Regions from separate parts of the Sus scrofa genome. Here region 1 is linked to region 2. Evidence: chromatin contacts called from public HiChIP or PLAC-seq data. All regions are on one chromosome and are shown on one strand. Each heading gives the region's core, a stretch centred on a gene start, on an enhancer-like site or on the middle of the called end of the contact. The rest is flanking DNA. Distances are from core to core; before and after follow the strand shown. Region 1 overlaps FNDC3B (fibronectin type III domain-containing protein 3B). Region 2 overlaps FNDC3B (fibronectin type III domain-containing protein 3B).

What was found. HiChIP or PLAC-seq counts read pairs in DNA pulled down with a chosen protein or histone mark.
Region 1: a contact with region 2 is called in an H3K27ac HiChIP or PLAC-seq map of alveolar macrophages. The contact joins two enhancer-like sites. A contact is called at or near these places in 2 of 47 Hi-C or Micro-C datasets (embryonic fibroblasts and epiblast stem cells) and 2 of 2 datasets of contacts at active chromatin or transcription factors (alveolar macrophages and skeletal muscle).

What each region holds. Positions count from the first base shown.
Region 1 is chr13:110,861,074-110,864,366 of Sscrofa11.1, reverse strand. All of the region lies in intron 11 of FNDC3B (fibronectin type III domain-containing protein 3B), which reads right to left. Among named protein-coding and RNA genes, the nearest start is that of GHSR, 130 kb to the left of the region's middle. Within about 2 kb of position 1,811, at least 11 of the 83 cell types and tissues checked have an H3K27ac peak or open chromatin away from gene starts, as enhancers often do. A contact at or near this core is called in alveolar macrophages, where this site is marked.
Region 2 is chr13:110,635,541-110,638,991 of Sscrofa11.1, reverse strand. The region is part of intron 1 of FNDC3B (fibronectin type III domain-containing protein 3B); the gene reads right to left. Among named protein-coding and RNA genes, the nearest start is that of FNDC3B, 50 kb to the right of the region's middle. Within about 2 kb of position 2,006, at least 6 of the 83 cell types and tissues checked have an H3K27ac peak or open chromatin away from gene starts, as enhancers often do. A contact at or near this core is called in alveolar macrophages, where this site is marked.

The DNA.
Region 1 (3,293 bases), core at 562-3,061, 230 kb before region 2:
TTGGGGGATCAGGGATGTGCAGGATGGGAGAAATTGGGATCAGAACCTTCCTGAGTTGAGCACTAGAGCTCCTGTTCTCCTGGGGAAGAAAAGGAAACTTCACCCTAATTAAAGAAAGAGGGGATGGAGGCTAGAAGCCCAAACCCTTCATTATCCTGGAACAGACCTAGCCACTGGGCTCTGACCTCATGGGATATGAAGCCATATAACACCCCAGCATGTTCTGGACTAACTTTCTACTGTCAGTGACCAAAGCTAAAAAGGGCAGATTTTCAGGGTTCTCTGGCTTGTTTCCCTTTCATAATCTTGGGCATGTCCAAATGCTTTTTCTGCCACATGCACTGAGTTCATTCAAGGACAAGGTTAATTTTATTAGAAATGTGAAGAAATCTTGGAGTACAAACCAACCATGTGCTAACAGACCTCAAGGTGCTCACTCTGGGATGGAGTGAGGCATTACAAGCCTGCATTGCTTCCTTTTGCAGCTGTGTTCCTTTTTTCGCATAAATGAATTCAGTTCTTGCAGATCTGCCATCATCCTACACCTAGATCTAGTCTGAGAGCACCCAGTCAACACCCTGGGCCTTACGACAAATGGAAGTGTTTTCTGCTCGGGCCCCAGGGTGTTTGTCCTCTTCTTCTGGTGAAAATTGCTCCCCAGAAAAGCACTCCATTTGCTAGCAGCTGAATTTGAATTATACACACGGCAGATATCAGATTAGTACTTCCCTCATCCTGAGCTCACTGCTTTGCTTCTATCAGCTCTCTTACCATTGAACAGAAATACACTGCCTGTTATCTACATCCTAGACCCCTCTAGACTGGCTCCATCTCCATTCCCTCCAGCCTGTCTTAGGCAGCCCGGTCCCCAATGCCACCGCAATTCTACTGACCACAGAGTTCACTGGACCTAGTCTGTTAGTCTCATTTACCTGATCCTTGGTGAACAAGTGCCTCTTTTCGGTTCTAGATTCACACAATAAAGGGAGGCACCACCTTCAGGGGAAAGTCCCAGAATACTAAACACTCCACTGGCATCTGCCCCTGCTCCATTCTCATCCCTACTCCCTTTCTAGAAGAGTCACACATTTGATGACAAGTCCTAATAATACTCAGAGTCCAGATATTCTTCTAGGTCCCACAAGGTTCCTGCTACATTCTCAAGAATGCCAGCTTTTTGCCAGACTATGAAGGCGCCCAGTCTTAGGAGGCAGGGGCGAGAGAAGGCAGCGTGGGGGAGTGTGTGAAATGTAACTCATGGGGCTACACAGCAGACAGTGACTCACCCTTGGAAACATTTTTCAAGATGTGTTAATATAAACTTCAGGGACAAAGATATTCCTCCCCCCCACCCCAAGGGAATGCCTATCAAACATTATTTCACTCTTTTAAATGAAATTTGGGGGTAAAATAGAAATAAAAGGTTTAAAATATTTTAAGGAATATAGTCTCTATTTTCTCATTTTATCTTCTGCCCTTTTATAACCTACTTGAATCTTTCTACTCTAGTTAAAAAATATAAATTAAAAAATATAAATAAGATCATAAATAATATGTTAATTATCCCTTCAAAAACAGGGGAGGGAATACTTCGCTGACCTGCAAGTCACCCAGAAGAGGACACATGAAGGGTGACAACAGAGACAGAGACATTAATTGGCAGGAATGCTGTTTTTCTCATGGGTTCCCTCTCCTTACCATTACAGGAGCAGGCAGTGAGCTCTTCCATCTGATGGTGTCATGTTTGAGCACCACTGAGTCAGGGCTCACAGGCTAGCAGAGCTGAGCTGGCATGAGGTCTGAGGTCTGTCATAGCACCACATCTCTGGCTGCACATCTGCCTTCCTTCCCCTCTTCCCAGAACACTCAGAGGAGAGCAGGGGTAGGAAAAGAGTTAAGTTGTACTTTCAAAGTCCACGACCTTGGATCTAACAGTCTTAGAGCATAGGACCTAAAACACCATATGTGCTACGCAAAGATAAAGGTAAAAAGATGAATGGACTAAAAGAGTCAAGAGAGCCTATGTCACATGGTGACAATTTTAAACATGTCCAAACATTCTCTGATTCCCCATTCAGTGAGGAACAAAACCCTTTCCCTTAAACGTAGGTGGGTGAGTAACCCTCTGTATCTGAGAAGCTGTGTATGTGACTTTTAAGGCTAGGTCTGAAAAGGGGGGAACACTCACTTTTGCAATTCTGACTCCCCTGAGGCTGCCATGGTGTGAGAGAGCCTGAGACGAGGTCCCACCCAAGACAGTAGTGATGCTAGACTTGTGAGCAAGGTCCCTGCCAGAAGGTTCCAGCCCCTAGCCAATGACCCTCCCAGGTGAAGCTCCAGAACTTGTGGGACACAGACCAGTTAACCCCCCAGGGCCCTGTCCAAATTGCCAACCCAGAATCCATGAGGTAAGAAAGTGACTGCTTTAAGATATTAAGTTTTGAGGTAATTTGTTATGTGGTATTAGACTCATCTATTTTGATGTCCATATGTGTTTACAATATAAAGTTTTTTGGTAAACTTTTACAAATTCCTCCTGCACTATAAACAGCCAGGAGATAAGGGAGCAGAAGTATGCATGCTAGTATACAAAACCAGTGTTTAACTGGTTAGTTAACATAAACCAGTGTTTATGCCTGAGTAAAGCCTTCTACTTTCCACATGCTTTTCCCCTCAAAGCCGTCTAATAAAGTAAGGCCTCTCTAAATAGATTTTTTAATTATTCCTATAGAAGCTAAAAATGTAACAAGACTGCTGAGGATAAGGATCCACCAAAATTGCTAATCAATGGCAATGAAATTACTTCATCTTATGGAGTAACATTTTATACTGATTTAAGACTTTCTAAGAATGCTATCCCAAAAGTTATAGAGGATCGTGGGGAGTTTTTTTTGTTTGTTTGTCTTGTTTTTTTTTTTTTGCTTTTTAGGGCTGCACCTGTGCCATACAGAAGTTCCCAGGCTAGAGGTCAAATCAGAGCTACAGCTGTCGGCCACAGCCACACAGGATCCGAGCTGTGTCTGAGACCTGTGCCACAGCTCACCACAACATGGGATCCTTAACCCACTCAGTGAGGCCAGGGATCGAACTCACATTCTCATGGATACTAGTCGGGTTCATTAACCACTGAAACACAATGGGAACTCAGAGATTTTTAAATATAGTCAAGCAAAAGTCTTTTGGGCATGGTTTAGGTATGGCATGGCCTAAAGCCTCAGGAGTGAGCAAATTAAATAACCTTTCAAAGGACTTCCACAAGTAATCAGGTTTCTCCTCTCTTTGGTATCTGTTTA
Region 2 (3,451 bases), core at 757-3,256:
GGGGAAAATGAGACAAAGATAATGGATATCTGGTCAGTCCTATTATACAAAACACACCTCTATGACTGATAAGAGTCACTGATGTGGCAGTCCCACCTGTGAAGTGTATGCAACAGCTGACAGGTGTGGTTTCCCCTTCACCCTGGGTGCAGCTGGGCAGACCAGCAGTGATGCTGCTCCTAGAAGCTATTTTCAGTTTCAAGATAAATCATAGAATCCTGAATCTAAAAAGGAACCTTGAAAAGTTCAGATCTAACACAGGCTTGCACAATATCTAAACATCCCTAATTGACCAGAGATTCCAAAATATCACAACCCAGCATTTTTTTATACTATATCCTTCAGTTAGTTATCCCGGATTTCCTCTTCAAACAGTCGGTAAAAACACATTTATTTGGAATAACAGGATGATAGGAATAGATAAGGTCAGAATTAGACATAACTGTGTCTGAGTCAGTTAAAAATATAAACTGTTGAATATTTTAAAATCACTGCTATTGAAAGGATTCTTCCTTTCATAAAGTCTGTCACCTCTGACTCTTCCTTTCCATTATCACCACCACCAGGAGCAGCACCTTAGTTCAGGAATCAAATCACTTTTAGACTCTGGAAATGTCTGGAACCACTTATGCTGCCTCTTATCTCTCTCTCTTTTTTTTTTTTTTTTTTTTTTTTTTTTTGTCTTTTTGCCATTTCTTGGGCCAATCCCACTGCATATGGAGGTTCCCAGGCTAGGGATCAAATCGGAGCTGTAGCCACTGGCCTATGCCAGAGCCACAGTAACGTGGGATCTGAGCCGCGCGTCTGCAACCTACACCACAACTCGCGGCAATGCCGGATCCTTAACCCACTGAGCAAGGCCAGGGATCGAACCCGCAACCTCACGGTTCCTTGTCGAATTCGTTAACCACTGAGCCACAACAGGAACTCCTCTCATCTCTCTCTTGCCTCCTGCTTCCCTCCACCCTCTCCTGCACACAGACTATGTAACTTCTTCCGAAATGTCACTTCTATGAGGCCACTACTGGGTCTCACAAACCAGGGAATCCTCAAGCAGAAGCCAGAGCAGCACTCATGAGAGATATGGAATGAGGGACTCTGCTCTGTGGAAGCCGTGGATCTACTGAGTGAGCTTACTGTTCCAGTTAGTGTTTCTCCAGGTATGACGTAGGAACTACTGCAACAGAATCAGGTGGGGTACTTGTTTAGGAATGTAGATTCCTCACCAATGTTCACAGCAGGGTTACTCATAAATGTCAAAAAAGGAGAAACTACCCAAACATCTATCGACTTTAGAATAAATAAGATATGGTATACCCACGCAATGGAAACTTCTTTGGCAGTATAAAGGAATGAAGTATGACACAAGGTAGAATATGGATACACTGTGGAAATATTATGCTAAGCTGGAAAAGCCAGTCATAAAAGGACACATATTAAATGACTTCCTTTTTATGAAATGTCCGTAATAGGTGAATTTTTAGAGACAGAAAGTAGACTGGTGATTGGCTGGAGCCACCAAGATGGGGGCGGGGGTGGGGGGGTAACTGCTAATAGGTAGTACAGGTTTCTTTGACAAAGTACAAAAATGTTCCAGAATTTGCGAGTAGTGATGGCTATTCAATCTTGCCAATATGTTTAAAAAATATATTGAATTTTACATCTCAAATGAATAAACTTATGATGTAAATTATTTCTCAGTAAAGCTGTTTAAAAATACAAATCCCTCAATTGAGCCTCAGAGCTACTAAATCAGAAACTCCAGAAGGAGGCCTGAATAGCCTCCCTCTGAACAAGGGCTGGTGCTGAGCATTTTCACTAAGTATCCCAGAAAAGCTATAAAATACACTAAAGTTATCACTTAGATATTTTCTACTACTGTATATAGGCTAAATATTATATGCTGTACCTCAGAACATTTCTCAAGTCAAGCAGATCCTGTAGTCACCATGCCTATAAATGTATTTCCTATTCTGCCAACACAATGCACCCTCCTAAGTGGTGTCACAACTCTCCAGAAGCATGTGACCACTGAAACATTGCTCTTGTCACTCTCCTCCTCTTTCCTAGGACATCCACCTATGGTTCAAGCCTTATCTGCTGCTTAAAGCTACCTCAAGATTACTCCAGTTCACAATGACCTCTACTAAGAGCCCTCTGGGCCTTGCTATGCTCAAGTGTGAAAGGAAGGTGATGGACTGCTAGACTCTCATCCAAAGACTCAAGAGACATGCTAGGCAAGCAGACTTCCTCCATTCAATCCACTTATCCAAATAATATGTCTTGTGCAACTGTCTCCACTACTCGATGTACAAGGAAGTTAAATAACTTGAGGAAGTTTTTTGTTTTGTTTTGTTTTGTTTTTTTAAGGCAGTAGAGTATGTACCTGTTAGAAGGTCCTCAGGCTACTTACTGGTATAGACCCCTGGCACGTAGTAATAGTGGCTCATACATTTGAAAAATTCCTTGATATTTAACAAATCATTCCTTTAGCTTCAGTCTATTCAGACTTCTATGTTTGCTGAGATATCTAAAGAGATCTTTTGCATGGGGGGACCTGTCACTTCTGTACTGCTTCTGTGTGATATATGAGGGTTGCTTCTTTGCCAGGAAGACACCACCAGCCTCTATCAAAGAGACCTGTGATATGCATTGGTTTTTCTGTCAGTGATGATAGCTATGTGAAAGCATTTGAGAGAAAAGCTAAGGTTAGAGGTGCATTCCAAGGTCATGAAATGAACAAAGATAACTGGCCCACCCCACGATCAATCTGTAATCTTATTCTCTGAAGCAGTCTAAAGCCATTCATCACTGCCCCCACCCACCTTGCAAGGCAAGGTCAGTGAAATGCCAGAGCACTCCAGCTGATGTTCCTGGAAGCAACACAATTTTGAAGATTGCTCTTCGGTGACTACTCATGTCAGGATGAATAAACACAAATTGTGCATGTATTAAAATAAAAGCCAACTTTTTGAAAATGCTAATAGTTTGGGTATCACACTGTATGGGTACCAAATATATTCTTACATTTCCTTCAACTGTAGTAACATAGTAACGAAGTCTCATAGAGCCGAAATTAAGATGCTCTAAAACAAACATACACACATATACACACATGCAGAGATATGTACTCTTCAGAACACTAAGAAATTACAGAGGCTTGATACTATAACATCTATCTCTAAATCTATAAAATACATAGACACCTATAATTGTAATTTCTAGTAATTTTTTCAGAAGTTAGCAAAGTAAGGGAAAATTTGTACCTCTTCTTCAAATTGTACTATCTCTTTTCACATATTAGTATAATAGAGATAAGAACCTTGAGAATTCAAAATTATTAAGGAGGATCTTATCTAAATATACAAAAAGAAGCATCAGCCACAACAAATTTAAATGGGGCTAAAATTTTCAATGGCATTGCCAAGTGGAACTCCTACATGTTCTACTT